Linked DNA regions of Zea mays: regions 1 and 3 are each linked to region 2. A link is a contact called in public Hi-C data. All regions are on one chromosome and are shown on one strand. Each heading gives the region's core, a stretch centred on a gene start, on an enhancer-like site or on the middle of the called end of the contact. The rest is flanking DNA. Distances are from core to core; before and after follow the strand shown.

What was found. A called contact is a pair of places that touch in the nucleus more often than the background predicts.
Region 1: a contact with region 2 is called in a Hi-C map of endosperm, with 2.3 times the contacts expected there. The contact joins the promoter of LOC100280464 here to the promoter of LOC103635951 in region 2. A contact is called at or near these places in 3 of 25 Hi-C or Micro-C datasets (endosperm, leaf and an unstated tissue).
Region 3: a Hi-C map of ear shows a contact between it and region 2, with 1.9 times the contacts expected there. The contact joins the promoter of LOC100193464 here to the promoter of LOC103635951 in region 2. A contact is called at or near these places in 4 of 25 Hi-C or Micro-C datasets (ear, endosperm, leaf and 1 more).

The regions. Positions count from the first base shown.
Region 1 is chr8:135,992,459-135,995,485 of Zm-B73-REFERENCE-NAM-5.0, reverse strand. LOC100280464 reads right to left here and starts at 1,666. Exons shown (of 2, transcript NM_001153384.2): 1 at 870-1,666; 2 at 1-791. The coding sequence starts at 1,160. The coding sequence ends at 234.
Region 2 is chr8:135,829,221-135,832,206 of Zm-B73-REFERENCE-NAM-5.0, reverse strand. LOC103635951 reads left to right here and starts at 1,481. Exons shown (of 2, transcript XM_008658319.4): 1 at 1,481-1,829; 2 at 1,972-2,986. The coding sequence starts at 1,982.
Region 3 is chr8:135,574,955-135,578,095 of Zm-B73-REFERENCE-NAM-5.0, reverse strand. LOC100193464 reads right to left here and starts at 1,390. Exons shown (of 12, transcript NM_001138580.2): 1 at 1,245-1,390; 2 at 1,043-1,156; 3 at 786-935; 4 at 274-377; 5 at 113-176. The coding sequence starts at 1,328. It overlaps LOC100286283, which reads right to left. Exons shown (of 4, transcript NM_001159170.1): 4 at 2,959-3,141.

The DNA.
Region 1 (3,027 bases), core at 417-2,916, 160 kb before region 2:
TCATTTGAGGCTATTTGAGGCTCATTTGAGGCCAAGGTCGGATGATTTTTGATTTTTTCCATTATCTAAAAACTGTTTGGTCAAATGGGGATCCAACGCGCGATACCCGCCCGAGAGCCTCCCCAAGAACTCAGCATCAACAGTGACACCGAAAGCCACAGCTCTTAGCTCTGTTTCTACCTCAAAAGGCTCAAACAACTGGGACTCGGTTACATTACAATCCAGCATGTATCTTAGTCTGCAAAGACCCTGTCGTCGAGCTGGAAGGCCTTGGTGAAGAAGGCCGGCCAGCAGAGGTAGGTGGAGAGGATGCTGCTGACGGTGGAGGCGCCCATGAGCATGTTCATGACGACGATCTGCAGCTGGATGGCCTCCAGCGGCGACGCGCCGCCCATGATGAGCCCCGTCATGGCGCCCGGCAGCGCGATGAGCCCCACCGTCTTGGCGCTGTCGATCACCGGGGACAGCGCGATGACCAGCGACCGCTTCACCTGCTGCAGCGTCGCCTGCCGCGGCGTCGCGCCCAGCGCCAGCGCCGTCTCCACCAGGTTCCTCTGGATCTTGACGTCCTCCCGGAGCTTCTTCATGGTGACGCCGGTGACGGTCATGGCGTTGCCGACCATCATGCCGGCGACGGGGATGATGTAGCGCGGGGTGAAGGGGAAGACGTCGAGGAGGACGAGCAGGAGCATGGTGACGGCGGTGCCGACGAGGATGGAGACGCAGGCGATGCGCTTCCCGCGCGGCACCTGCCTGGCGCGCTGCCCCGCCGTGTACCCGGCGACCGTCACCTGCAAGAGAGAGATTTGGAGGCTGAGCAGCAGGTACCATACCCCTAGGTACCATACCATCCATACATACATACATACCATGAAGAGGTAGGCGAGGAGGATCCAGAGCGCGTTCTTCTGGGCGAAGATGAACTGGAGGACGAAGCCGATGGCGGAGAGCTGGAGGAAGGCGCGTGCGATGGCGTAGAGCATCTCGCCCTCGAGCCCCAGGCGCTGCGAGAAGCTGAGCCCGACGGCCATGGCCACCACGGCCGTGGCCGCCGCCGGCTTGAGCATGCCGACCAGGAAGTCGCGCCAGAACCCCGGCGCGCCCGGGTCCACCTGCCCCGCCACCAGGTCCAGGAGCGCCGTGCCCGCGTGCCGCGCCATCGCCGACCGACCGGCCCGCGGAACGGACTGAGCAGAGCTTGCTGCCTGGCCCCTCGTCGTGTCGTGTCCTCTCCTCTGTGGACTGGAGCGCCACGAGCTGCCGAGGAAGGAGGAGGGGGAGGGGGATGGGCAGCGCGGGGGCGACCTTGAGGACAGGTACAGGAAGGGGCAGGGCCCAAGTCAGGCAGGCGGCAGCTGAGGCTGGTGAGGTGGGCCCACGTGCCGAGGAATCTGGCCAGGGTTCATCGGCGGTCGGGTCAACTGGGTTCGGAAAATTTATCCCGGCGACGGTGGCCGAGAACAGACACGTGCCGCCACGTGTCCCGTCCGTCCCGCTCGGCTGGCCTGCGGTGGCTGTGGCGTTGTGCTGCTGCTCTGTGCCGAGCGGCCGAGCCGAGGAGGGCCACAGAAAGAAAGAAGTGATGACGCTGAGCTGACTAGGCGTGCCACAACATGTACTCCCCCTTTTCTCCCATCGATATATAAAAATAATATCAAAAGTTGCCCATCACCATTCATCGCGCACTTGATCATGATGCAGGCGTGAAAAGGGCCTCTCCCCAATTAAGAAATTTTAAATCGCGGTCCGGGCCAAGAGCACGCAACTTACAGCAATGCCATCTTCCCGTTCTTTGTAAAAAAACAATAAAATGATTTTTTTAGAATGCCAAAGCCAAAAGTTGCAAAACTGAAAGCTAAACCGCAACCAAATTAATCGGACAAAAGCTCTCACACATGGGCTGGACCGGGCGGCCAGGCGCCCACACGAGCAGAACGCGCTGAAGGAGAAGGGTTGGGCTTGGGCCGAAGAGCGGTCAAACTTGAGGGCCGGTCAGGCATCGATCGTGTTAGGGGCTTAACCTCCCAAGCCCATAGGCATATCACAATATATGATGCAAACAATATCCATCTATACATACAGGACCGGCCCTGCGGGTGCAGCGGTGCCACCGCACCAGACCCCACAAAGCTAGTGGGCCCCCACCCCACTATCACGGGCCACCGTAATAATCAGCCGAGCGACCGAGGCACGGCTCACGGCTGCGTGTATACGCAAGCGGTCTCTCTAATATGTGGGTCGTGAGCCGGCCCAGGCCCCGCACGTCGGCGACACGCCCGGCCTGGAGATCAAGTGGTACTGGAACGACCGATCGTTCACCTTCGCCTGCCGCGGTGTCGCGCGCCTATTCACCTAATCGCCTGCCTGGCGTCCGCTCGGCCGCTCCCGCAGTCCCGCGTCCTGGGCTCCTCCTGGCGGCTGGCGATCAGATATTCAGATCAGCCGAGCCGATCAATCAATCACCGCCACTGGATCACCGATCAGGCGATCACGATCACCGTTCGCCGATCGGGCGATCCCTCACTGCGTGGTCCTGGTGTCCTGCGAGCTATTTAAGGTAACTGATTGTTGGCTTATTGTTGGCTTAATCTAATTGACAAATTTAAGGTAACTGATTAATAATAATAACCACACTATTTAGATATGTATAATCATTCTTATGTTATCATTTAATTTGTGATATATATCTTTTTTATTTTCAGTGCTTTGTGTAATCATGTCATCGAGAAGATATCCATCTGGAAGTGAAAAAGGGAAAAGGAAAAAACGTGTGGATGATCTCATAGACTCACAGAGAGGAGCTATTGACAAGTTTTTCAAGAGCAATACTAGTGCTTCGACGAATCCAAATGATGTGTTTGTGTTGGCAATAGTTCCCGTGGGGACAGAGGAACCAACCAATGAGAAAATTCTAGAGAAGAACATGTTGATATCAACGCCGATGATAACAATGTAAGTGACCATGAGAATATGTCTAATTCATCTGATGCACATGCACATTTTGGTAGTGTTGATGAACAACCTGAC
Region 2 (2,986 bases), core at 232-2,731:
CTACTCTCTAAAATAGATTTTAGAAAAGAGTAGACTTGTCCAATAAACTATGTAAATTCAGAACTCTTTATGGTAAGTAAAGCATGCTATCTAATAATAGAGAGTGAATGTATATGGATGGAGAGATACTAAATTTGAAGAGCTATTTACAGAGTCTATTGGAGATGTTTTTTCTTTATTAATAGTCAAATTTACCTTTACAAACCGATATGACTAGTCGCTTAGAGTTACAAGTTTACTGATTTAGCTATTCTTTAAAATATATTCTACAAAAAAGGAGTAAGATTAGTCCAACTGACTTTGTAAATCCAGAACTCTGTATGACGAGTCAAGCATGTTATCTAAAACTAAAGAGCAAAGGTGTAGAGACTCATAGCTACTGAATTTGAAGAACTATTTACATACTCTATTGGAGACATTTTTCTTCTTCTAATAATAGCCAAATTTACCTTTACAAAACGATTTAGCTAATATCTTTGAGTTGCTTAGCAATAACGTGCAAACGGCCATGCAAGGCACTGTTTATAGAATAGAGTTTGAAATGAAGAGTGAGATATGGTGCAACAGAGAAGCTACTCGTAGGGATGGAGCACGGGCTCCAAGCAGCCACGGCAAGATAAACTCTCCCAAGCTTTCTGTTTACAACAACAACAACAATAATATTTTTTTACAAACTTAATGAAAATTATTAATGAAGTTCCATGTTTACAACTAAGATAATTATGAGATATTTTAACACATAACTTGTATTACAAGTCTAGCTCTAACTTTTTAAAAATGAAACTAGTGGTCAATTTTATTAAATTCATGAAGTTTTTCAAATAGCGCTTTGCAAACACTGTTTTTATACCTACTCATAAAGTTGCATGAAAATTATGCATCATGCCACTGGTTACATAGCATAGCGTTTAGATTGTCTCGTGACAGCCACTAATCATCAAGGGTAATCAAGAAAACTTACACAATTTGATTTGTGTTACAGAAGCTAGAGTCCATGTGCAAAGAAACACTCATCAAACCCACTTTAATAATTTATTGAAGTTGTTTTATGGTGAAGCTGAAAATCCCAAACTAAAATTCTTGAAATAAAATCCTTCCAACATGCCGTACATAACTAATTGTACAGTTAAGATTATATTTCCCCATTCCAATTTACAATTCATATTTTTATCACAAGTTTTGACCAACTCGTCTTATTTAAAAAATTTCATAATTGTACTGTAATATTGTTTAGCATATAATATATTTTAAATATGACTTTAAGTTTTTTTTGCAAAAAAATTTAAAATACGAGCCGGTTAAAATTGCTATGGAAAAGTCAAATGAACTATGAATTAGTATCATCAACTAACGAACGAAAAAGCAGGCGATCCAAGTTAAGTTCCCGCGCAAACCCGGGAACCCGGCAAGAGATGAGGAGTGGCCCACCTGCCAGCGTTACCAGTCTACCGGGCCCCGCGCCCGCGAACCCGCCTGCGAGGCTTTCCCCTTCCTCGGCTGCGTCTCCCTCATCTCCGTCTCCTCCGCACTCGACCGACCCCGACTAGAAACACTTTTGCGAGCCGCCCCCTGCCCCCGCGCCCTATTCCCACCCGCCGCCACCCCACCCCACCCCCCCGCGGCGGCCCTCCCCCAATCCGACGGCTCCTGCGCGCGCCACGTCGCCGTCGTCTTCCTCCCCCCATCCACTATTTACCCTCCACACCCGCTCGCCCTCCCTTCCTCACAACTTCCCCCCTTTTCCGTCCCGTCCCCTCCCTCGTCGCCGCGCGCGCTAGGGTTAGGGTTTCGCCGCATCCCGGCCGCTCCGCCCGCCTGGGGTCGTTCCGGTGAGTGAGCTTCACTTCGCTCCTTGTGTACTGCGCCTCCTCTTAATTCCTTCCACCCCCCTGTTGCTAGGAGGTAGTGGATTGGGGGCTAGGGTTTTAACTGCTTTGGCTTTTGCTATTTTTTTTTGTCTCGGCGGCGTAGGTGGGAAGCCATGGCGATCGTGAGGACCGGAGGCGGCGTCCGCCTCCCCAGGCTTGACGGCGGCGCGGAGGCCTCACTGGAGGCCACGGAGGACGAAGACGAGGAGGAGGAGGGGTCACGGGCAACGCCGTCGCATGAGTCCGATGCCGACGGCTTCTCCGCCGAGGAGGAGAACGGCGGAGGAGGAGGAGACGATGAGCCAGAGGCGGAGGAGGAGGAAGAGGAGTTCGAGGAAGAGGAGGACGAGGGGGACTCGGGGATGGGCTCCGACGAGCTGGACGTTGCGGAGCTGGGCGAGCCCAGCACGGAGATGTGCCAGGTCGGGGACCAGAGCATGGCCGTGCCGTTGGAGCTCTACGACCTCGATGGTCTCGGTGACGTGCTCTCACTCCACGCCTGGAATGACCTGCTCAGCGATGACGAGCGTCTGCGCCTCGCCGCCTTCCTGCCCGATATGGACCAGGAGACCTTTGCGCGCACACTCGTCGAGCTCCTCGCGGGGCAAAACTTCCACTTCGGGAGCCCCCTCGCCGATTTCCTCAAGCGCCTCAAGGGCGGGCTGTGTGACCCGAGGGTCAATCTGTACCGCCGCGGCATTCGCTTCGTGGAGCGGCGCAAGCATTACTACTGGCTGCAGAGCTACCACAACTCCATGGTACGGAGGCTCCGGGAGATTAAGGATTGCTGGAAGGGCCGCGAGGGATACAGCCTTGATGAGAGGCTGAGGATGTTGGACACGATGAAGGCAAAGCAGCAGCACCAACAACAACAGCAGAGAAAAGCTCTAGATTTCACAAGGCGGGCTGGGTCGGAGACTGATTCAGAGAGCAGGGGATCTGGGGAACAGGTCTTAGCTCGACCCAAGCACGATAAGAGTAGGCAGAAGAAGGCAGGGAAGTTAGCGAAGGAGAAGTCGAAGGGGCTGTTGCGGGTGGGTACACCGAAAGGAGTGGATGAGGATGACATGGGAGGGTCTGGCCGTGATGCTGTGGTGGCACTCTCTGAGCTTTCTCGT
Region 3 (3,141 bases), core at 141-2,640, 250 kb after region 2:
AAGCCGCGGACCGTCCGCGCCTGACCAGAGAGCACCGCCGCTGGTTCTTTTGAGTGATTGGCGCCTCCGAAAAGGTGTCAACACCAAGTATTAAAATGTGGAGGATGAGAACCTTCTGCGCCAAGCCTTCTTGTCGAAATATTTGAGGAAAGCTTTTCTGACCAATCTCAATCATCCTGCAACATATCAATGGCAACATTAGAAGTTCAAATAAAGAAAAATATTAAATAAGATACTTGGAAGTAGTAAACAGTAGCCATTAGCTTCAGCAACCTCCTTGGAGAGAACTTGAATTCCGTGTCAATATACACAACTCGACCGTCTAAACCTCCATAATATTCCGGCAATGCTGCTAACAACGCAAGCTTCAGGCAGAACTGCGATGCGCAAAACCATAACAACAAATTTAAAAAAAAACATACAAGGCAAGCAACAGAATGAGGTAATCCCAATAAATTTAGCCCAAAATGTTCTGGCTCGATAACCATTTGGCTCGAAGAAATGGTGATTGATCGGTAGATTCGATCAAAATGTCCAAGATCATTGGAAAAGAAATCACAACACAAGCAGGTGCATGATGCAGCATCACATAAGCATATACACAAGGTACATTTCCTTCTGGTTCCGTATTGCATACCAAACTCATGGAGATGCATAGCATTTACATATTCACAAACACCTGGTGCGCACTTGTGTACGCTGAACACTGTAAATACGGGCACCCACAGCACCACTAATACTACGGGATGCGCAAATTAAGCTTTGGACCTCCGACAGCAGTTCACCTGCGTTTTGCCGATCCCCGAGGGCCCAACGACCTCAGTGAGCTTCCCCGTGGGGATTCCTCCGCCCAATGCCTCGTCCAACCCGCAGAGCATGGTGGCCAGCCGGCCGCCGCCTCCTAACCTCACGCGCTCCTCCAGAAGTGAGAGCGCCTGCGCAGGGCGGGTAAATGCAGCGTAAACCCCGACCCAAAGAATCAAACTAAACCCCAAATCGACCACCGAGTCGCAAGCAGAGCATAAGGGGGGATGAGAGGTACCGTCTGGCAGGGCGGGCAGGCGGCCTCGCTGACGTGGGCGATGGCAGCGCGTGCGGTGGGAAGGCCGGCGTCGAGAATGGCCATGAGCTCCACCTCTGGCAGCGACAGCACGTCCTGGATAGGAACAGAGCGCAGGCACTAGCGCGCGCGGTTATTAGGGGAGGTGGGGTTCTAGCGGAGGCGGTGGAATCGGGACGCTGACCTTGGCGGTGTCAAGGCGGCGCGCGGCGAGTAGGTGGGCGAGGTAGAGAGGAAGCCGCATCTCCGAGACCAGCATGTTCGCCATCGATCGACGATGGATTGATGGAGGAGGGCCGCGACGACTCGACGAGGGGCTTTTGCAGTTGAGGGGGGCTAGGATTCGAAATGTTTTGTTGGCGCGCTTTTTGTGCCACTGCGCCAAGCCATTTTTACCTTATTTTGCGGCACACACAAAAAAAATTAGAGTAAAATATATTTCTGGTCCCTCTAAACTTGCGTGCATGTCAACTCCGTCCATAAACTTTTAAAGTGTATTTTTTAAAGTCTTAATCACTATTCAGAACTCTTTTAGATCCAAATGGTTTAGGATTAGGCTGCATATGAAATTCTAATCCGTTTGAACTTAAGAGAGAGACAAACAACGATTAAGAATTTAAGAGACACATTTTAAAAGTTTATAGATCAAATTGACACACTCGTACAAGTTAAGGGACCAGAAATAAATTTTACTCAATTTTGTTAACTAGTTAGTTGCTCTTATATTGCTATGGCTTTATTCATCATATAGATAAATCTTAGTGCCGATTAATAGGCTCTCAGAAATGATCTTAGGATTAATGGATCTTTGCGTTATCTGATTCATTGGAAACTCTAATGCATTTGCAAGGCAAAGGATCAACCCAATTTGACACGTTAAGTTGAACCGGTTTTCTATATGAACCGCACTCTGGGTTTACTATCTCTAGCAACATCATCTAAATTTCATTCACTAAAAGGATATTCTCTGTCACTTACAATACATTCTAAAAAAATATTGTCATCTATATTTTCTCTGTCTCCAATAATATTCTTTAAAATTCATCCTTTATATCTCATTCTTTTTAATCTATACTCTCTCTATGCATCATTGGTCACATTGGTACGATAAAGAACCAAACTATAATAAAGAATGACAAGTCGTTTGGCAGTGGCATCAAGATCCTTTAGCGTGTATGGCTGGAGACAGCCATAACTTCATTTCCGTGAACGCATACATTTTATAGGCAATTATGATTATACCATTATTAATTTAACCTTACAATTGTGATTTTATCCCTCATTTTTTTAACTTATGATTTTATTCTTTTGTTTTGAAAATAAAGTCGTTGTTTGCTCCTACTGCTTAGCACCATTGGTGAAAATCAGAGTTAGTGATAAAAAAAACTAAAGAGCAAAATCACAATTACAAGGTGCGATGAGGGTATAATCATAATTAATCATAAAATTTTCAAAATTATTTTCAAGATTAATTATAATTATACCCTTCTCTTAACTTATAATTGTGATTTTATCTTTGTTTTTTATTTTTTAATCATAAATTATTATTTTCACTAACAGAGAGAGGAAGAGAGAGGAACAAACGATAGCTTCGTTTTCAAAACAGAAGGGTAAAACCACAAAGTAGAAACACAATTGTTATGCTCCAGAAGGGTATAATCACAATTGGCACTACATTTATACATAAAACAATGTGATAATTCATGGCATCTCTTTTAGCATCTCACTCTTAACTTGTGGTGACGCCGTTAATTTAGTAATTAAGGAAAAAGGTGGATGAAAGTGTACACTATAAAAAACATTTCAGTGAACAATGCAGTCCGTTGGCTTTGGCTCTTCGTAAATGTTCAAACGGAAATGTTGTTTAGGAAGGACCAATTCATCGACAACATTAAAATATGGAAACCCAGTTGGATTGCTGCACATATGTTCAGATGCTAGGTGTTGGTTTGATAATTAGCTAGCTTCGTTTTTTTTCTTCTTCTCCAGGCCGGATTAAAATCGTAGGCTTTGGACGGCAAGCTCGTTCAAATGCTAAACGACACACACTCTCTCTCTCTGTGCTACGACACGAGTTCTTG